Linked DNA regions of Mus musculus: regions 1, 2, 3, 5 and 6 are each linked to region 4. Evidence: chromatin contacts called from public HiChIP or PLAC-seq and promoter capture Hi-C data. All regions are on one chromosome and are shown on one strand. The core of a region is the stretch at or near the end of the contact, and the rest is flanking DNA. Distances in the headings are between cores, read along the strand shown.

What was found. Promoter capture Hi-C pulls out the DNA fragments that hold promoters and counts their contacts. HiChIP or PLAC-seq counts read pairs in DNA pulled down with a chosen protein or histone mark.
Region 1: a promoter capture Hi-C map of pre-B cells shows a contact between it and region 4, with 6 times the contacts expected there. The contact joins the promoter of Zfp740 here to the promoter of Acvr1b in region 4. A contact is called at or near these places in 9 of 39 promoter capture datasets (the C10 cell line, the HPC-7 cell line, cranial neural crest and 5 more), 1 of 484 Hi-C or Micro-C datasets (embryonic stem cells) and 4 of 9 other capture datasets (adipose tissue, embryonic stem cells, liver and 1 more).
Region 2: a contact with region 4 is called in an HNF4G HiChIP or PLAC-seq map of pancreatic cancer cells. The contact joins the promoter of Itgb7 here to the promoter of Acvr1b in region 4. A contact is called at or near these places in 2 of 39 promoter capture datasets (hippocampal neurons and liver), 2 of 484 Hi-C or Micro-C datasets (both in embryonic stem cells) and 4 of 115 datasets of contacts at active chromatin or transcription factors (embryonic stem cells and pancreatic cancer cells).
Region 3: a contact with region 4 is called in a promoter capture Hi-C map of pre-B cells, with 2.5 times the contacts expected there. The contact joins the promoter of Pfdn5 here to the promoter of Acvr1b in region 4. A contact is called at or near these places in 4 of 39 promoter capture datasets (the C10 cell line, cranial neural crest, liver and 1 more) and 2 of 9 other capture datasets (adipose tissue and liver).
Region 5: a promoter capture Hi-C map of second pharyngeal arch cranial neural crest shows a contact between it and region 4. The contact joins the promoter of Rarg here to the promoter of Acvr1b in region 4. A contact is called at or near these places in 6 of 39 promoter capture datasets (cranial neural crest, hippocampal neurons, liver and 3 more), 2 of 484 Hi-C or Micro-C datasets (both in embryonic stem cells), 4 of 115 datasets of contacts at active chromatin or transcription factors (embryonic stem cells and pancreatic cancer cells) and 1 of 9 other capture datasets (embryonic stem cells).
Region 6: a contact with region 4 is called in a promoter capture Hi-C map of pre-B cells, with 3 times the contacts expected there. The contact joins the promoter of Mfsd5 here to the promoter of Acvr1b in region 4. A contact is called at or near these places in 6 of 39 promoter capture datasets (the 3T3-L1 cell line, the HPC-7 cell line, hippocampal neurons and 2 more) and 1 of 115 datasets of contacts at active chromatin or transcription factors (pancreatic cancer cells).

What each region holds. Positions count from the first base shown.
Region 1 is chr15:102,201,905-102,205,218 of GRCm38.p6, forward strand. Zfp740 (zinc finger protein 740) reads left to right here and starts at 1,741. Exons shown (of 8, transcript NM_001289691.1): 1 at 1,741-1,898; 2 at 2,667-3,182. It overlaps Csad (cysteine sulfinic acid decarboxylase), which reads right to left and starts at 3,148. Exons shown (of 18, transcript NM_001359126.1): 1 at 2,235-3,148; 2 at 1,233-1,356; 3 at 540-670.
Region 2 is chr15:102,230,167-102,233,425 of GRCm38.p6, forward strand. Itgb7 (integrin beta 7) reads right to left here and starts at 1,769. Exons shown (of 15, transcript NM_013566.2): 1 at 1,685-1,769.
Region 3 is chr15:102,324,507-102,328,168 of GRCm38.p6, forward strand. Pfdn5 (prefoldin 5) reads left to right here and starts at 1,610. Exons shown (of 6, transcript NM_027044.3): 1 at 1,610-1,754; 2 at 1,927-2,029; 3 at 2,312-2,343. The coding sequence starts at 1,683.
Region 4 is chr15:101,172,200-101,175,829 of GRCm38.p6, forward strand. Acvr1b (activin A receptor, type 1B) reads left to right here and starts at 1,873. Exons shown (of 9, transcript NM_007395.4): 1 at 1,873-2,036. The coding sequence starts at 1,946.
Region 5 is chr15:102,255,672-102,259,085 of GRCm38.p6, forward strand. It overlaps Rarg (retinoic acid receptor, gamma), which reads right to left and starts at 1,851. Exons shown (of 10, transcript NM_011244.4): 1 at 1,569-1,851; 2 at 799-868.
Region 6 is chr15:102,277,836-102,280,990 of GRCm38.p6, forward strand. It overlaps Mfsd5 (major facilitator superfamily domain containing 5), which reads left to right and starts at 1,621. Exons shown (of 2, transcript NM_134100.4): 1 at 1,621-1,794; 2 at 2,342-3,155. The coding sequence starts at 2,360.

The sequences.
Region 1 (3,314 bases), core at 491-2,990, 1.0 Mb after region 4:
GTTCAAATCCCAGCAACCACATGGTGGCTCACAACCATCCGTAATGAGATCTGACTTCCTCTTCTGGAGTGTCCAAAGACAGCTAGAGTATACTTACATATGATAAATAAATAAATCTTTAAAATAAATAAACAAACAAACAAATAAATAAATAAAGTTTGTGTATCTCTAGCTGGTAGAACTTGCTATGTATACCAGGTTGGCCTTAAACTCACAGGGATTGGCCTGCTCTGCCTTTCAGGTGCTGGGATTAAAGATATTTGTCACACTCCCCTGCTTTTTTTTTTTGTTTTTTGTTTTGTTTTTTTATTTTTCCAAGACAGGGTTTCTCTGTGTAGCCCTGGCTGTCCTGGAACTCACTCTGTAGACCAGGCTGGCCTCGAACTCAGAAATCCACCTGCCTCTGCCTCCCAAGTGCTGGGATTAAAGGTGTGTGCCAACAACACCCGGCTACACTCCCTTGCTTAAGCTAATGTTTAAAACTGTATGATTGTTTCTGATGTGACTCTGTCCATGCAAGTTCAAGAGCCTGTACACACCTGGACTGCTTATTCCTTTAGAAGCAAGGTCTCTTCCCCAACCTGGGGCTCTAATTTTCTCAGTTAAGGTGGAATCCAGCAAGTCCAGGGGATTCTCCAGTCTCCACCTTTGTCAGAGCAGGCTTGTTAACCTGGAAAACAGAATCCAAACTCTGGTCCTAGTTTCCCAGCAAGCACTCTTAACAGCTGGGTCATCTCTTCAGGTCCCTACATTTGTTTTAAAAACATTCCTGGTGACATGTCTCTCCATTTTATGTCAGTTTCAGAATGACCCTAAGGGAAATGGAACTTACTTTAGTGGTGTAAAAGGTACAGGACTGTGGTTAGGAATCCATATGCTTTTTGGATAGTGTCTTACTGTCACTTAAACTCACCAGACAGCAGTTAGAATAGAAACTGGGACTTAAGTGGAATTCACGTTTCCTTCTGCCAAGTGTGCACTTAGAATAGTCCTATCTTTTAGCAGAACTCCTCTCTAATGCTACAAGTGGGGCGCTAGTATTCGAGGATAGGCTCAAATTTCCAAAGGGGGCCTGGCCCAGAGGACAACACGCACTTCCAAATCTCCAACAAGACTAGTCCACTGAAGGGAAAAAAGGCCTTTTCTTGAAAGGAAGCCTAGTTTGGCTAGGTCAAGACTGCGGGGCCGGAGCACGTTTGCCTTGGCTATTGAGGGAACTCACTGAGACTCACATGCAGATTGTGGTTTAGTGTGTACCGCAGGACTGCGCAACGGCTCAACTCTCCTCCCAGCTGACCTCAGTCTGCAGGTCTGCACCCCACAGCAGCAGGCACCGGAAAAACAGACCTCACCAAGCTTTAAAAAAAAGATCAGAGGTACGAACTGTCCCGGCTTCTACCTGGGGCGTCAGGAGAGAGACGGAGATTCTGCAAGAATCAACCAGCGCACCTAGCGAACCTTCTCAAAGAACACTCAGTACCTAAAGGTTCCCTAAAGGTTCCAGGCGAGCCTGGGAGCTGCCCTCAGTGAAGATGGCGGCCGGGGCGCTCGCGCGCCACGGCGCAGGCGCCGCCCTTCGCACCACCCTCCTCCGGTCCTCCGGGCCGTCCCCCTCCCGCTCGCCAGCTGCAGCTCTCCGCGCGTCCCCAGCCTCACCCCTTTTCGGAGGGCCCCCCCTCCTGTCCCGGCTCCGGAGCCCGGAAGTGGATGTGGCCGCTTGGCAAAGAGGGGGAGGGGGACGGAGAAGTGCTTCCGGGGAAACGGGCCCCGGGTTGGTGTTTGTAAACTTGCCTCGGTCCCGACGCGGGGAGCGGCGGCCGCGGGCTTGGCACGGGGTGCCTGGGGCCTGGAGGGGGCGCCGCGCGGCGGAGGAGACGGCGGGAGGCCGCGCCAGGCAGGTAGGCGCGCGCCGCGGGGAGGCAGCGTCGAGCGGGCGGGCGAGCGGGCGGACAGCAGCTCGCAGGCCGTGGGGCGCCGCGCGCGAGGGGGGAGGGGAGCGCGGCGGAGGAGGGGCGCGCGGCGGAGGGAGGGGGCGCGAGGGGAGGGCCGCCGCCGCCCCGCCCCCCACCGCCCCGCCGGGAGAGGGGGCCTTGCCCGGGAAGGGGGGGGGAAGCGCGGGCGCGAGCACGCAGGTCGCGCGCGGCTCGGCGCTCCCGGGGCTGCGCGCTGCGGCTGCCTGCAGAGCGCGCGCACACACGCCCGCCCTCCGCCTCCGCGGCGGCGAATTTACGAACCTTCGGGCGGACTCCGAGCGACGCTCACGTGCGGGCACTGCCAGCCACCCCGGCGCTCGGCGGAGGCCTCCCGAGCTTCCTTCCAACACAGTTCTGCCCTCGTCTGTGGAGTGCCAGCTTTGCAGGCCGGCCCACTCCGCACAAAAGCCCCAAAGGGCCTCCGCCCCCTTCTTCCGTTCCTAAGATGGCAAATCCCAGCTCTTACTCTCTTGGCAGATCCTCTCTATAGGAGGCCCAACTTACTTTTGCTCCCGTTGGCTGCTCTTTCGGCCCAGGAGGCCAGTTTCTTCTACTGACCTAGAAAGAAAGCTCTCGACTCATGTCCTCCTTTTGAGCTTCAGAACGCCCAGCAAAATAAGTTGAGGGAGCTTCGATCGTTGTTTGGCCTGAAGATGTTACACCTAAGGGCCTCATCTCCCTTTCTGGTTTCAGGTTTCTGGAACAGACCTAGAGCTTCACCAAGAGAATTCAACTTGGAAACCAAGACTGGTAGACTCTCGTTTCTTCCGACAAGAGGCAGAAGTCAGAGAGAGACTGCGGATTCTTGGGACACCTGTTTTCCTTTTGGAGGACACCGAGTTCTTTGAGAAGACAGTTCAATATGGCAAAGGAACTGAAAGAACGGGGAGGAGCCGTTACTGTGATTTGGTGACGGTTCTTCAGACAACCAGTGTCTTAAGGAAAACTGGGACAGAGAACTTCTGAACTTTTTGGGTTCGTTAAGTGAGAAGTCAGCATGGCTCAGGTAAAAAGCTCTCGAGTCCTCCTTCAAGACCGTTCACTGGGAAGCCTCTTTGCAGTGTCACCCTTGAATTCTGCCTTAGCCAACAGTATTGACCATCCCCAGTGAGCCGAGCTCTGTATTAAGCGCCAGGGGGAGATCTAGAGGAAGGAAAGGAGACAGGCCACAGCCCCTGCCTTCAGGGAGCTTCCAGTCAAATGAAGGAGGTAGGCTATATATCACGTCACAGGCACTGATGGGCCATTGGCAAAGCACCTTGTACCCGGTGTACTTTTGGTACGTGAAGTACTCGGGCATAAGGGAGTGTATAGTCTGGTGAATGCTTCATTTGTTTTTTT
Region 2 (3,259 bases), core at 519-3,018, 1.1 Mb after region 4:
AACCAGAACTGGAGCTGCAGAGCCATGTTTGATAGCGCAGGGCGGGTAGAGGTAGGTGGATCTCTGTGAGTTTAAGGCCAGCTTCGTCTACATAAGGAGTTCTAGACCAGCCTGGACTACATAGAGAGATCCCGTAATTCCTTATAAACTCCCTCTGTGTGAGTTAACAAGTAGTTAACCTAAAATGATGGGCGTCACATTCAATTATCTGGGGTCTGATGGATGTCTAGCACAGCATCTGACAAGCATGTTAAAACCCCTCGTTTCCACCTTCGACTTCACCTAAAACCTTCATAGTTTCTTCTCTTTCTTTTAGATTTTAATATTTTTTGGTCGGATTAATTCCTTCTCCTTGATGTGTCTAACGTCACGCGTGCCCCCAGAGCGCAGAAGCATCAGGTCCCTTGCCAATGCAGTGATGGATGGTTGTTAAGCAATATGTGGGTGCTGAGGGGGGCGTCAAACCTGGATCCTTTGCAAGAGCAACAAGTGCTCTTAGCCACCGAATGCTCTCTCCAGTCTCAAAAATGTAATGGTTTCTAATTGCCTACTGTGACTAATCATGACACACACACACACACAAGGAAAGCACATGCAGCCATCACACACGTGCAGATGACTCTCAAGGAACCCTCTGGAAGACTGGCAGTACCCGCCGGCAACACTGGTAAGTAGAGACTGCAGCGTAAGCTCCCTAGGGATTGTGCTATGGTGTTCCCATGGCCACCAGCAGTGTACAAGAGCCTGCTAGCCAGCAACCACAACCCCCTCAGCTTGGGTCCAGACTCAGGTACTGATGCTCTTTACAGGGAGTATGGGGAAGGGTGGGGTACTGAGCCGTTGAACACCCCATCCTGCTCACCACCCCATGTGACCTCAGATGGGTGTAGTACATTACAGAGCTTCTGCTCTCAGGGAGAGGCTGACCCCAGGCTTAACCTCACTGAAACCTCAGACCTGCGTGCTTTGCGCTGTGGTCAGGGAGGCTCGAGACTCTGCAGCACAAAATTTAGTTCTGACTCATCTCATAGATGGGGCTTCACTTCCACTCCCCCCACAAGACAGAGACATCAAGTCCACTCATCTCTCCTAAAGGGGGCTCTGAACTCATACATGACCTCTCCTGCCCCTCTCAATTCTGTCCCTTTCTCCCTTCTTTGGCAATCCATGTATCTTGCCACCTGCTGCCTGTCTCCTTCCATGCACACACGCATGCGTATGTGTGCGTGTGCATGTGTGTGTGTGTGCATGTGTGTGAGCATGCACATGTACAGTGCAAGCCTCAGTAGACCAGGAATGTGGAGTCTGTGGCTAAGGTGCCAAGTGGGAAGACTTCTGGACTGTGCAAAAAACATCAAGTTGCAAAGATAGCAGCCAGGGACAGACAGGAGATGCTGGGAGAAGCACAAGAGTAAGTAAGCCTTAGCTCTCAGAAAACACTCACGTATAGCATCGCAATCTCCTTCCCTCCCTCTGGCTCCACTGGAGAAACAAATGGATGAGCAGCAGGAGGCTGGGATAACCGAGAAAGAAATAGTGGGGACCATAGGAGTGCAGAAGGGGGTTCAGAGCCTTTCTCAAGACTAGACAGAGCACTGGAGAGCCCAGATCACAGAGAGGTAGGGAACAAGTAGGCCTGGGTGAGAGGAGGAGGTGGGTGGGCTGCTGCCCTGAGGGTACTCACAGGTGCTTGAGGAGGAGCAGCCCTTCCTCCGCCGGTGGCAGTGGCAGCCCTTGTGTACAGATGGAGAGGCAGCAGAGGAGGAAGTGACACACCCTGGGGTGGGGGGACTCTTGGAGGGTGGCTGATCTAGCAGAAGGTGGAGCAGATAGGAGTGGGCTGGGTAAAGAAAGGACCTAGGAGTCCCATCTACTAAGCACTGCTCCTGTGCTAAAGAAGTACAAGGAAGGGTCACCAGAACAGCGCCGGATAGTGGCGGTGCCCCCACCCCTGCCCCCACACATGTCACAGACGCAGAGATTGAAGCCCAGACTCTAAAGAGAGATCGACTTTGCAAAATGTCACACAGGTAGCAAGGGGCTGCTGGGCTGTAATCTAAATCCAACTCAGCTTCCTTCCAAAACTCAATGTTCTCTCCAGTATCACAGAGAGGAAGGAGCAGACAGGAAGAAACATGAAGGAAGGTGGTTTCTGTTCCTTTGGAAAACTCAGGGGCCATTGAGTTGTGATGACTGCCTTTCGTGCTAGGTATCCATCTTGGTTCCAATAGCCACTTGTCTTTTGATTTGCCAGGAAAATAAGTTCCCAGTAACCCTGACACACCGGCCTTCACCCACAAGCCTACATCTGTACTTGTTTTGATAGAATCGGTATTTGTCGCTGTTGTTGGTTTTGTTTTGTTTTGTTTTGTTTTCTCTGACATTCTTGTGCAGACATTCTGGACTACTTTGAGGTCCCCTTGACTACTACCTCTTGGCAGAGCAAAACAGCTCTTGGCTTGCATATGCAGATACTCAAGGTCTTGTGGTCTTCATTTTTAAAAATCCTTTCCTCATCCCTTATTCCCCTTTGAGTGGCAGACTCTAATTTGGCTCAGAGATTGCTGTCCTGCTACCAGTATCAATAAATTTAACTAATTATAACCTGGATTGAATCAAGGTCTTTCCCTAGAAGTCTCGACTCCTGAGAGTACCACAGCTAAGCTATTTGGACTCTGAAGCCAACCTGCCTGAGTTAAAATCCTGGCTCTCTCTCCGTTAGCATGAAGTAGTAAAACTCCTTAGCTGTATTCTTTAATCCAGGGTTTCACAACCTGTGTGAGTCACAACCCCATAGGAGTTGAACAACCATTTCACAGGGGTTGCCTAAGACCATCAGAAATATCAGATATTTGCATTACGATTCATAGCAGTGACAAAAATTGCAATTATGACGTAGCAGTGAAAATGACTCTGGTTGGGGTCACCACAGCATGTGGGACTGGATTAAGGACTCGTGACGTTCGGAAGGAGGGGAGAACTTCCTATGGCTGCCATTTTATAGATCACCATAAAAAAATAAGACGGTGTCTATTTAAGAGACCATCTGGTACAGTAAGAAGGGTGTGTGAGGATGCGGCTCAGTGTCAAGATGCTTGCCCAGCTTTCAGGAGGCCTTAGGTTTGGTCTCTATCACTGAGAGAGGCAATAACTGTAGGAGTGAGGAGTCTAAGGGGATAAGAGGTGGAGGCTTTTTCTTTTAGGTTTATTATTTATTAATATATGTAAGTGCACCGTAGCTGTCTTCAGACACACCAGA
Region 3 (3,662 bases), core at 360-2,859, 1.2 Mb after region 4:
TGGTGCATGCAGAGGCCAGCCTGGTCTACTTAGCAAGTTCTAGAATAGCCAGGGCTATACAGAGAAAACCCTATGTCCAAAAACAAAATGTACAGAGTGAGAGGCAAACATCCCTATGAGGTAAAGGCCAGCTGAGTCTTTACTTTTGAGTTTCAGCTAGCCAGTGCTACAAAACAATACCCTGGCAGTTAAAGTGTTCACACTGGAGAAAGGAAAGGTAGTGATAGGGCTATGCTGATGTTTTTAATCCTTCCACTGCCTTTGAATCCTGGATGATTTTAGAAACCATTGCCCTTCCCACCAAGGCTGCTACACTTTGGCAATGGCAGCAGCAGATTCAATGGGGTTTGCTACTCATATGGTTTGTTGCAACAACTACACCTTTAAAAGTTTCTGGGAGGGGGGGGGGTGCTGGTGAGATGGCTCAGTGGGTAAGAGCACTGACTGCTCTTCCGAAGGTCCAAAGTTCAAATCCCAGCAACCACCCATAATGAGATCTGATGCCCTCTTCTGGTGCGTCTGAAGACAGCTACAGTGTACTTCCATGTAATAAATAAATAAATAAATAAATAAATAAAAGTGTGTGTGCACCACCAATATCTGGCTGATATTGTTAAAAAAAAAAAAAAAAGTTGCTGGGAAGCACACAGACCCTTCCTATCCAACACACAATGGTGGGGCTAGACAGACACTCAGCAGTTATGAGCACTAGGTTGCTCTTTCAAAGGACCTAGGTTTGGTTTGCCTGCATATATACTGAGACATAAAAATAAATGTAGTTGGTTGGCAGTTGTTCCTTTTTGGCACTTGCACTTTATCCTTTAAAGCGCGTTAGTGGTACTGTCAGAACACAGGTTCCCTGCTGTCCTGTCGCGGGCTTGTCCCAACAACGCGCAGTAGCTTATACCGCTTTACAATCTTGTGGTTGTGTCGTGAGTCCGAGAGTTTCGAGTCCCTTGAAGGCCCAAGCCATGTTTGCTAACTAATTTTATAACTACCTTCCTCTACTACCCATTCTGTATTTCCTTCACCTTCAGCCAGCACCTCAGCAGGTCTTGGCTCTTTTCCTGGAGGATTGACCCATACCTTCATTCCTGATGGGTCTGTGTCCTTTGTCATCCTGCTTGGATTAGGCTGTTGTAGTTTCCCATTGACTTTAATCACAGGACATGGTAGTACTAAGAGACGCCCTAAGGGATCTCCTACACTCCAGACATAATCTTGCTTACCACCATTGTGAAGAGGTAATCCAATTTCCCCATGGTAATCTGGATCTATCACCCCTCCTAACACTGTTATTCCATTTTTAGCCTGTTGGTTTAAGGGCATTAGAAGCCCAAAATGACCAAGGGGAAGTCTGAGCTTCCAGTTCAATGGAATGTTTGTTGTAGCTCCTGGTAGGAGCACTCCCCTCTCTGGAGCCAAAACTTCTAGGCCAGCAGAACCTAGAGTTATGGGGACAGGAAGCCAAAATTACCGTGCTAGCTTTAGTGTACTCTGAGAAAAGAAAAACTTGCGTTCTCTAATTAAGCTTGAGATCCGAAAAGCGGGTCCGAAACACAGGATCATAGAGACGACGGGCGCAGAGCGTATCCCCTGGCGGCACCACGGAGGTAACGCGGAGGGCGGCTAGAGCGTCACTCGCCCAGGCGGCTTCCTCTTCGGCAGTCCTCCTTCCCAACATGGCGCAGTCGATTAACATCACGGAGCTGAATCTGCCACAACTGGAAATGCTCAAGAACCAGCTGGACCAGGTGAGGACCTGTCCCAGCACCTTCCTCGCGCTTCATATCCTCCGACCGACCGCCCGCCCGGTCGGGGAGGCTTCCTTTCCCAGGGAAACCCCTATCCGGTCCCGGGTCCCGCCCCCTCAGCCTGGGCCCCGCTTTCTTGAGCTGACCCCTTGTTTTTTCCCGGCTTCTGTAGGAAGTGGAGTTTTTGTCCACGTCCATTGCTCAGCTCAAGGTGGTCCAGACCAAGTACGTGGAAGCCAAGGACTGTCTGAACGTGCTGAACAAGAGCAACGAGGGTATGGGCTAGGCGGGTGAGGGCGCCTGGGGATGCCGGCTTCTCCTTCGCTTTTTCCTAGTTCCAGTTTTCGTTAAAGAAAACTGTTTGTTACTTAGTGTGTGTGTAGCCACAGGAGCCCCCGCATGTTGCCTACAGAAAACTAAAATGTACAAGACATTTCCTCAGTTGCTGTGTTCTTTTCACTGTCTGTGAACACTGAGCCCTGTTGGGAGCTTCCCCTAACGTCTTCGCGTGGGAGCCGCTAGCCTTCCCCAGCTGTTTGTCTTTATTACTTTCACAGGAAAAGAATTACTGGTCCCACTGACGAGTTCTGTATCCTTTCCACGGGAAATGCTACCTTACATTCTTCCACAGTCTTTCCCAAAAGCGGGGAGAGTTTTGATTTTAAGAACAGTCGAACACTTAACGTAGCTCACTTGTCTAACGTTGCACCAGTGTCCATGTAATACTTTGTATCAGAGTTCGGTGAAGAATTGAAATGTTGTGTTTCTCTTTGTTTAGAGATGTCAATATGGAGACAAAGCTGGCATTTGGCTAAAGCCAGTAGAAAAAATGTTAGGATATTGAAATTGGGAACTTGCCTCTTTTTTCAATTTCACCTTAATTGCCGCTCATCTCTAATAGTGAAAGGTAGATTGTTTCCTCCTGTTGAAATGACCTGTTGTCATTTCCACCAGGAAATGACAGTCGAAAGAGAAACCTAAGAATAGCAAAGTGGTGAAGACTGTTTTAAGTAACAATAGAGCCGGCAAGGTGACGACGCAGAGCGTAAAACCCACACATACACACTGAGCTAACTTTCTGATACTAATGGGGTGGAAGGAGAAGACCAACTCCCAGAAGTTGTCCTCCGACCTTCGTGCTCCATGGCATGCACACTTGTGAAAACACACACACAGACCAAATACATGTAAGTTTAAAAGTAGTAATAATTTGTAACTAGAGAGATGGCTCAGCAGTTAAGAGCACTTGCTCTCAGTGAGAACCCAATTGGGTTCCGAACATCTACATGGTGTAGGTGACAACAATTCAAGGGGATGCAGCAACCTTTTCCGACTTCTGCAGGCACCAGGCATGCACATGATGCATACACATACACATAGTTTTGTCTTAGGGTTTCATTGCTGTGAAGAGACATCATGACCAAGGCAACTCTTTTTTTTTTTTTTTTTTTTTTTTTTTTTGGTTTTTCGAGACAGGGTTTCTCTTTTAGCTCTGGCTGTCTTGGAACTCACTCTGTAGACCAAGCTGGCCTCGAACTCAGAAATCCGCCTGCCTCTGCCTCCCGAGTGCTGGGATTAAAGGCGTGCGCCACCACGCCCGGCTGCAACTCTTGTAAAGGCAAACATTTCATTTGGGGCTGGTTTAGAGTCAGAGGACTCAGTCCACTGTCACTGTGTCTGGAAGAATGGGAGCACCCAGGGAGACATGGTGCTGTAGAAGGAGCTGAGAGTTCTACATCTTGATCCAATTGGCAGCCAGGAGAAGAGACCATCTTCCAGGTAGCTAGGAGGAGGGTCTCAAAGCCCACCCCCACAGTGCCACACTTCCTCCAACAAAGCTATATAGCTCCTAATAGTACCACTCTGTGGGCCAAGCATATTCGAACCACAAATCTAAAATTAAATATT
Region 4 (3,630 bases), core at 623-3,122:
CCATGTGAAGATGGGGCACCAAGGATTCTGGGAACTACCGGAAGCTCAAAGGGAAGGAGTCATTTCTGAAGAGTTTGATGGAACGTGGCCAAGTGATTTGGGGTTTCTAAGCTTCAGAGTAAACAGAGAATAAATTTGTTATGTAATGCCAACTTTGGTCCAGTGGCCCTCAGTACTGTTGGACCACAGCTGGGGGCCTAAAGGAGGATAGATACAGCATAGTTGGGTAGACCAGTAAGACAGACTTGGAGAAGTAGGCTACTTTTGGGGGGCAGGTCATGATTGAGGGTAAAAAGAATAAAAATGGTGGTGTTTATTTACCCAGCTATGCACTAAGCACCAGTTTGACTTTCTACTTGTGTGTGTTTGTGTGTTGTACCTGGGGAATGAGACCAGAAGTCCTGTTTTCCTTGGGTTCTTTGTGTTGGAGACAATTATAAGGTAAGATGTCAGAACAGCGCCCCCCACCTTTGTTTGTTTGTTGGTTGGTTTGGGTTTTTTGTTTGTTTGTTTGTTTTTGAGACAGGTTTCTCTGAGTAGTCCTGGCTCTTCTGGGACTCACTCTGTAGACCACACTGTCCCAGAACTCAAGAGATCTGCCTGCCTCTCCTCCCTCCCTCCTTCTTGACGGTCTTCTCTATCCCTTGGTCTCACACATGAAACTATCTATGACTTTGAAAGGCTAAGATGTTGCCTGTTTTCTCCTAGTTGGTTATCAGAAGCAGAATACAGATCCCAAAGTCTCTTGTGAGCTCTTCAGAAAGATACGGGATCATTTGCCTTTTATAAGTATTTCCTACTAGGTTTGAAAGTAATGTTTATCTGGAAACTATTTAGAAGTTACTGGAATACTTAAAGGAGAAACAAAAAATTATTTCAGCCTGCCTCTGTGGCACACACACCTTTAGACCCAGCACTTGAGAAGCAGAAACAGGCAGTTCTCAGTGAGTTTGAGGCCAGCCTGGACAACATAATAAGACTCTGTCTCAAAAACAAACTGAAAACCTTAGTAGTAATATTGAGTAATATCGTTCCCTTTTCTCCTACGCATACATGCATACATATCATCCACAAAAATTTATTGTAAAGGTTGGTGTTTACATTTTCATTTAACATGGAGTAACATTTCCTCGCGCCATTAGTTTTTGTAAACCGATTTTTAATCACTAGTGCTCCTTCACATGAGTGAGCCACAGTTTATCTAAGCTTCTATGATTGCTTCTCTAGTTTCCAGCTTTTTCCAATGATAAATAAGCAAGGGAACATTTTGCGTAAATATTTAGCCTCATTATTTCCTGAAGACAGACAGGAGGAAATGCCGGGCAAATGCAATGCGTTTTGTGAAGCTGTCTGATAGGTGCTGTCACATTGTTTCCCAAAATGGTTCTACCTGGCCAGCACCCTCACCAAGGCTGTCAGCCGTGCCAGCCTAGCTACATTTCGAAAACACAGACGCTCGCTCGCACAGGTAGTTGTGTCCAGCTCGCTGCAGCGGGAGGGAGCCTCGAGGGGACGCCGGTCAGGAGACTCTGGCGACGAACCCAGCGGGACACAACGGGCCGGAGGGTCGGGGCTGGGGGAAGGAAGGAGGACGGGCGCCGGCGCGGCCACTCCGCGGAGGGAGGAGGGAGACTGTCGGTCGGCGGACCCGGCCTCCCCCGCTTTCGGCTCAGCTCCGCACGGGTGCGCGAGGTTGGCCGAGGCGAGAGCCTCCGCCCCTTTAACAGGGACCCTCCCCTTTAAGGCGGGCGCACGCGCGCACCCGGCCCCGCCCTTCGGGGGCGCGCGCGGCGGCGGCCGCACCGGCTCCCGGGAGCTCACGTGCCGGCGCGGAGCGAAGGAGCCGGGCGCGCGCGGGCGGGCGGGAGGAGGGAGGGAGGGAGGGAGAGAGGCGCCGGGGGCGCGCGCGCGCGCTGGGCGCTGCTGGGCTGCGGCGGCGGTTACTATGGCGGAGTCGGCCGGAGCCTCCTCCTTCTTCCCCCTTGTTGTCCTCCTGCTCGCCGGCAGCGGCGGGTCCGGGCCCCGGGGGATCCAGGGTGAGTCCGGGGCGGGGATGGGGGGGGGGGGCGCGGGATACAGACGGCCAGGCGAGGCCTCGCGCTCGCCGTGGGGCTCGGGCGCGCCCCCTCCCCAGCCGCGCAATATGGCCGGGCGGGGGGCGCGGAGGGCCGGGGTGGCGCTGGGTCAGCCTTGGGGACCCGCGCGCTCTTCCAGACGGAGCCCGACCGGGGCGCCCAGGGGGTCGCGCCTCCTGCACCCTCCGCTCCCACCCCAGGCTTCCTCGAGATGTGGAGGTCCCTGGCTCCTGCCCTTCAGCGCGTCCGTGCGAGGGGGGTTATTCCCTGCCAGCAGATGCTCCTGGGGGCGCCTTTTCTCCCGCCAAGATTGTGGGGTTCGACGATGGGGGGCTTGTTTCTCCGATGTGTTCTGTTGCCGAGAGCCTATGCGTACCCTAGGCTAGGAGGGTAGGGGTCTCTAAGCCTCCCTTCATCATGGGGTGCCCCTACCCTCTTTCCCCTGCCACCCTGATGGTCTAGGCACCGGAGTCACATTCCCCCTTCTTTCGCTCAGCTCCTTGGGTTCTGCAGGGCACCCCCCTCCCACCCACCTCGGATATCCATGCCTGTAGACGCTGTTTGGAGGAAATGGGGCGAGCAGGCCCCTAAACCTTTTTGGAGATTGGCCTCAGAGCCATTCCAACCCTGTGAAAACCTAGTTCCCCAGCTGTTAATCTGAATCTAGGTGTATGTGTGTTTGCATGCCTCCTCACCTCCCCCACCCCGCCCCAGGGGGCCCATTCAGTTAATCACTCCGAGGATGCTTTTCAGGTGAGATCCTGAAAACTGCTTCCAACCCCCCCACCCCCAATTATTTAAAGACCCCCACGGTTGGACCGTCTCCCTGGCCCTTGGTCAGTACTTTTGCCTTGACACACAGTCCCTCCTCCCGGCACCCACCCTCCACACACACCCCTTACCTTCCAGCCTTAAGGGCCTTGTGTGGCCAGGCCCACCCCCACCTTTCCCAGTACAGAGGTGGAGACGTTTCTGTGGGACACTACACCGGCTGTGTTGTTTATGAGGCTTGTGAGGCTGGGAAGAGCCGGTGAAACCCTAAAATATTTCATCTGGTAGTATTCTCAAATGTGCTTTGGCATTGGGGTTACAGAAGAAGGTTATATTTGGCAGTTGCATCGAAGTGATTATTGACCCACAGATGGATATGGTGAGACAATTAGGGGTTGTATTTGCTGCTCCCATTGTACAAAGCCTTCTGCTTTGGCTTCTCAGCCGCCCCCAACCTTCCAGCAATGGAAGTTCGTGTGTGTGTGTGTGTGTGTGTGTGTGTGTGTGTGTGTCTGTCTGTCTGTCTGTCTGTCTGTCTGTCTGTGGCTCTAATCTGCACGCGCACACACACACACACACACACACACACACACACGAGATGCTCAGGTGGGTCTTGGTTTAGTAACGCAGACCCTCAGTAGAAGACACCATGCTACTTTGGAGTCTCAAAACCAAGTTCACTATCCCCGTCTTTGATGTGTTCTTCCAGAGTGGCGGGGCTTGTGCGTCGGCGGCGGGGTCTTTGTTCACTGGCTAGTGCTTCTGCTAGGCACTGTGCTGAGTT
Region 5 (3,414 bases), core at 601-3,100, 1.1 Mb after region 4:
CCCTGCCCGCTCCAGAGCCTGGAACAAAGCCGCTCTTGTCAGTTGCTCTCCACCCGCTGCCCCCCTCCCCTCTGTATAAACACGACCACCTTTTTCCATGACCCCATCTCCAGAATGGGAGGAGAACCCAGGCATCCTCTGCCCTATCCTGAGCCCCAAGCCTGTTCTCCAGGAGACAGCAGTGGACCCAGCTTCCCTGGCTCCGTGCCGTTGTTGGGGGAGTCTAGACCCTTGATTCTCCACCTTGAATCCTCAGGTGCCCTCCCTCTACCCCACTGGCCCCAGGGAGGGGCAGTACCCAGGAGGCAGGCAGGCAATGCCAGTGGAATGTGTGTGGGCATCAGAGGGCACGGGCAGGGTGGGGCCGAGGGGGGAACTGGAGGTGCCAGTTAGGTGGCTTTCTGAGCCAGAGGTGGGGGTGTGCCCCGGGGTTGGGGGGGCGTGTCCTATGCTGCCTACCAGTTCTAAGCCACTGTGTGTGTGTGTGTGTGTGTGTGTGTGTGTGTGTGTGTGTGTGTGTGTTGGGATAACCAAGCTCCGAGCACCCTGGACACACACTCCCCTTGACCCCCTCTAAGTATCCTTACTGACAATGGCTGTGGTCCTCAAACCCTAACTCAGTACCCGAAGAATAACCATAAGGGCAGAAGCCTCAAATTTGAGGAGTAGGATCCCAACTGCCCCGGGTTTAAGCCCTACAAGAGGGAATTATTTGAGCATTTTGTCCTTGAGTTCCCTCCCCGAGACAGACATCCCTGCTGCCCCATCCCCATGACCACCAACTAAGCATATTCTTACCCTCTGGCCTCTGCAGAGAGTCCCTCCTACATACTGGGCCAGGCTGAGGTGAGGGACCTGGTGGAAACTGCTGGAAAGGAAAGAGGCGCTGTCAGTGGCACTCCAGGACAGGGGCTCTCCTGAACCTGTCCGGGCGTTATAACTCTAGCTTTGTTCCACTGGGGCCTCCCCTTGAGAATATTCTAAAAGAGCTCCCCTTCATTGGCTCACTTGTGCAGTAAGGGATAGATCAGAGAGAATCCAGGTTCTGCAGTCCAAACTCCACAGACCACTTTACCCACCTAGACACTTGCTAGAGCTTTCCTAGTCCCCATACAGAGCCCTGCCAATCCACTGGAGAAAGGGTACTTGGACCATCAGATCCACCCTTCAGTATGCCCCCGCCCCACTCCGGTGGAAGAATGCCATCCTTTCCCAGAGGAGGAAAACCCGTCTTCTCTGACATTCCGAGTACAGGAACATTGGTTCGCTTGCCCAAGACTTTCCTAAATGCTCTCCTTCAATACTCACCAAAATCAAGGGCAGACAACCCGGCCCATCCTCAGTCTGTCTAAAAAAAAATCTCCCCTTTCTCTTCCCGGGTCACGACTGACCCCAACTTGGGGCAGGAAGCCTCCGCATAAGCTCGGCTAACAGCTTGGCCACCCCCGGAGGGAAAGGACCCCAAGGCTCCCGACGCCCCCGCCCCTGGCTCATTTCAGCAGAGGAGCCCCGGCGTCCGCGGCCGGAGGGCGGCCAGGCGGGCGAGCCGGCTTCCCCGCCTGACTCACCTGGAGGGGAGGGCGGGGGAAGGAAGGCCGCAGAGCCCCGAGGTCCCGGCGTCGGGCGGTCTCGGGGATGGAGCACCGCGGTGTTAGTGACTCGCGGTAATGGGGGGCTTCAGGGGGGCACGGCTCTAGGCTGGGACAATCCCGGGGCCTCTCGGAGCCCGCCCGCCCACGTGACCGCCCCAAAATATCCGACACATTTTCTCCCAAACCGCACACTGACTCCGCAGGCGGGGACACGGAAAATATTTTCTTTCTTTTTCTCCCTCCCTACCCCCCCCACCTCCCTCCCTGCCTGGCTCCCTCCTCCTCCTCCCGCCCTCGCTCCTCCCTCCCCTGCCGCCTGCCCCTGCCCGGCTCCCTCCTCGGTGCCCTGGGGCTGGGGGGGGTGGTGGCTGGGGGGGGGGAGGACTGGGCGGGGCGGCCCAGGACGCCTGGGTCTCTGCCCCTCCCATTTGCTAGGCTTCCGTGGCTCCATCCCCGGGAGGCCGGGCAGAGCTGGCAGAGGTCAGTGTCCTGGGCTCCATGATGCCAACCCTTTCTCTCTGGCGCTATCCCCCTTCCAGCCATTTGGGGAGACTGAGTTGTCTTTAGCCACGCTGTATTCTGCCAGGCCGGTCTCTGGTACCTCCCAGGGTAGGCAGTGAGAGACTTGGACACTGCCAAGACGTGGAGTGATGGGGCAGGAGTATACCAGAGGAGAAGGCACTGTCCCCTTTTCTTAGTTAACCTCCACCTGCAGGTCAAAGCAGTATCCCTTCCTCTGGCCTTCTCTGTCCTATGGCCTAGGAGCAAACTGGTTTAACTAGTGGGGGTTACGATGAAGGTGCTACGAATTGGGTTCACAGGCTTCCTCCCTCTCATTCTGCCTGAAGTTGACTCCAGGAGTTAAAGCGCGTGGGTCTCTCGCTGCCAATATCGTCCCCACCTTTAGACTTGGATTTAGAGGGGGAGAGGCTGGCTGGGAGGAGGGCTGAAAGAACTTTAGGGAGGAGGGGGGATGGGAGGAGCCTTGCGCTGGGTGTGAGGGAGAAAGCCCAGGCGAGGGTGTGTGTCTGGCTCAGCCAGCGAGGCCTGCCTGGCTGCCTGGTAGATGCGCCACGAATGTTGTTGACGCTGGGTCTCTAGAAGCCCAAAGTCTGTGTCTAATAGGGATATTCTCTGTCTCCAAACAAACCGAGGCTGAAAGGCTCTCGAACCTAGAGAGGGAAGCCAATAGTTTGACTTTATACCACAGAGCACAGAGCCAGAGAAAAGTGAAGTCCTATGCACTCTCACAGGGATGGTCACGACTCCAGAAGAGGAGAAAGCTCATTGGACGGGCTGGGCCAGGCACTAGCCCAAAGGACCATCCTCAGCAACGCTCCCAGAGTGGCCAGCACCTGGGGAATGGGCCCCTGAATCACATCACATTTTCCACTTTGGAATTACTCAGCTCTGGTCTTGCTGTCACCCTAGGGGCCAGGCATCCCCCTCCTGGGAAAGGCTTTTCTGGGTAGCCATTATCAGCTAAAGGAGAAGGGGAAAGAGAGGCTTGCTGTGGCAATCCCAAGAGACCAGAGACGTTGTGGGGGAGGAAGGGGGGGAGCACAGACGAAACTCTGCCTTTCGCTCCAGGGCTGGGAATAGGTACTCCAGGGTCCCGTCCCCAGGTGGCCTGACTGCTGTTGACTTTGCCGGTTACCCTGGGAGCAGCTCTTAGCAGTGTGGGAGGGGTGTGTGTCCGGGAGTTGGACCCTGGCATTCAGGCTGGGGTGGGATAGTGAGCTGCCTGTGTGGCAGGGATCCTGCCAGGAGGCTGCAAAATTAACCCCTCCTGCCCTGCCCTGGTGGTGGCTGGCGGAAGGAG
Region 6 (3,155 bases), core at 371-2,870, 1.1 Mb after region 4:
ACAGTTACATATTAAAATAAAGAAATCTAAAAAAAATCGAGGGAACTCCTCCCCACCCTATCCTTCCAAAAAAAATAATACCCTTTTTTGTGAAAAAGAGGATGGCTAAAAAAGACTTCTTAGGGTCTTTGCTTGTTTTGTTTTTTTTTTTTTAGATTTATTTCATATATGTAAGTACACTGTCACTGTCTTCGGACACACCAGAAGAGGGTGTCAGATCCCATTACAGATGGTTGTGAGCCACCATGTGGTTGCTGGGAATTGAACTCAGGACCTCTGGAAGAGCAGTCAGTGCTCTTAACCACTGAGCCACCTCTCCAGCCCTGCTTTTTTTTTTTTTTTTAATTTATTAAAGATTTACTTTATTTAAAAGTTTATTTTATGTGCATGAGTGTGTGCCTAAGTGACTATACTCTCACTAGTTTCATGCAGGTCTCAGAAGTCAGAAGAGGTCAGTCAGCTCCCCTGGTGGAGCTGGAGCTACAAGCAATTGTGAAAACTACTCTGCATATTACTCTTCAAAAGCAGTAACAAGTGATCTTCCACCCCTCTGCCTCTCCTCTGCAAGAACAGCAAGTGCTCTTAACCTGTTAATCATGGAGCATTTTCGCTAGGATTTATTTATTTATTTATTTATTTATTTATTTATTTATTTATTTATTTATTTGCTTTCCAAGCGCAAGGACTACATGAGCCACCACACCATGAAAGAAAGGGAAGTCCTGGCCAGGCGGTGGCAGCGGCGCATGCTTTTAATCCCAGCACTTGGGAGGCAGAGGCAGGTGGATTTCTGAGTTTGAGGCCAGCCTGGTCTACAAAGTGAGTTCCAGGACAGCCAGGGCTATACAGAAATACCCTGTCTTGAACCCCCCCCCCCCAAAAAAAAAGGAAGAAAGAAAGAAAGAGGTCCTCTCTAATAATAACATGACTTCTGGCGGTAAAGAAGGTAACTATCTTGGGGGGGAACTCTGCAGGAAGCAGTGTGCAAAGGCCCAGGTGGGAGCCGGTGTAGACAGGAGGCCGCGTGGTAGCAGATAAAGTCATGGACATAGCAAAAAGTCCCGGACAGATGCATTTGCATGTCTTTTGAAAGATGTTGGATTCTATCCTTAGTGAAAAGGGAAGCCATTGCAGGGGTCTCCAGGACATAATATTGAATACTGAAACTTAACATTCCAAGAAAAAGCAGATCCTAGGTAGCAGGAGGTGGGAGTCCAGCTCCAGGGCTTAAGTTTTTGTCACTGCTTCCGCAGCCGGACTCCGGCTTTACACCACACCGCCTCCCTCAGGTGTCTGGACAATACTGACTGCTGGCCGGGAGGTCAGGGGAGGTCCAAACCCTAGGGCAGCTCAATTTAGGGCAGCGGAGTTCATTAGCACGTGGTATCCGCTGGCTCTGAGGGACTGCCGGCACCTTTCCTTCTCCTCCTGGAGGAAAACAGAAAATACACTTTCATTCCGGACGACCCCGCGGATATTGGCCAGCTGGAGGACCCTATGGTACCCGCCTGCTCAGGCGCCCAAGAGAACAGCGCACCGCTCCAGCATCCCGGGCCCCATAGGCTCTTCCGCTCCTGGGCGGGGCGCCACGAGGGGGAGTGGCTTCCTGCCGCGCCCCGTCACGTGACGGGGCTATCATGGCGGCGGCCACGAGCCAGCCCGGCTCCCGGAAGCAGGCTGTGAGGGGCGGGCGCGCTGCTGGAACCCGAGCGGAGCCGGAGCCAGTGCGGGGAGGGCGGCCCGGCGGCCTGGAGCCGGACGTGTCCGGAGCGTCCCGGCAGACCGGGGCAGCAGGTGAGATGGGGGCCGGGCGAGGTGCGAGCGGATGAGGGGACGCTCGGCTGAGGCTAGGGGGCGCAAGGAGGGTCAGCCGTGACCCATAGCCGGGGAACCTGCGGTGCGCGCGCGTGACCGCGAAGCATTGGAGAGGCCGGCCCGGGCGGAAGGGATGCTCGGGAATAGATGTGGAGACACTGAGCTCCAAAACTGGCTTATCAGCGAGGATGGGAGGTACAAGAAGCCTGCAGAACCTATCATGGAGATGGGCAGTAGCCCCTTTTGAACTTGAGGGACCGAGATTACTGAAAGGAGTCCCCTTTGCTGTACCAGGCAAGGGTGGAGCGAGTGCTCTGGCCTCTCCCCACTGTCACCCTCCCCCGCCCCACTGAGTCCTAGGAGACAGCCACTCCTCCCACCCACCCAACTGGTCCCTCCAGTCTCAGCTCTGGGGGAGAGAAATTGACAGTGCAGTTGGGTGGAGTTGCCCTCTGCTTAGACACCTAACTCCTCGACTGTGCTACCTGGATTATGGATGTGACTGTGGCCATCGTTCTCTCCCCAGGTCGTCCGGGGGCCCATCATGCTGGTGACTGCCTATTTGTCTTTTGTGGGCCTCCTGGCCTCCTGCCTGGGTCTGGAGCTGTCAAGATGCAGAGCCAGGCCCCCTGGAAGAGCTTGCAGCAACCCCTCCTTCCTTCAGTTTCAACTAGACTTCTATCAAGTCTACTTTCTGGCCCTGGCAGCGGACTGGCTCCAAGCTCCCTACCTGTATAAACTCTATCAGCATTACCACTTCCTGGAGGGTCAGATTGCTATCCTCTACGTCTGTGGCCTTGCCTCCACGGTCCTCTTTGGCCTAGTGGCCTCCTCCCTTGTGGACTGGCTGGGTCGTAAGAAGTCTTGTGTCCTCTTCTCCCTCACTTACTCTCTATGTTGCATAACCAAGCTCTCTCAGGACTACTTCGTGCTGCTGGTGGGCCGAGCACTCGGTGGGCTGTCCACAGCTCTCCTCTTCTCAGCCTTTGAGGCCTGGTACATCCACGAGCACGTGGAGAGGCATGACTTCCCCGCCGAGTGGATCCCAGCCACCTTTGCCCGAGCCGCCTTCTGGAACCACGTGCTGGCTGTGGCGGCTGGTGTGGCAGCGGAGGCCGTGGCTAGTTGGATAGGGCTGGGGCCGGTCGCACCCTTTGTGGCTGCCATCCCTCTTCTGGCTCTGACTGGGGCCTTGGCTCTACGAAACTGGGGAGAGAATTATGACCGTCAGCGTGCCTTCTCCAAGACCTGTGCTGGAGGCCTGCGCTGCCTGCTGTCTGACCGCCGGGTGTTGCTGTTGGGTGTCATACAAGCGCTGTTTGAGAGTGTCATCTTTATCT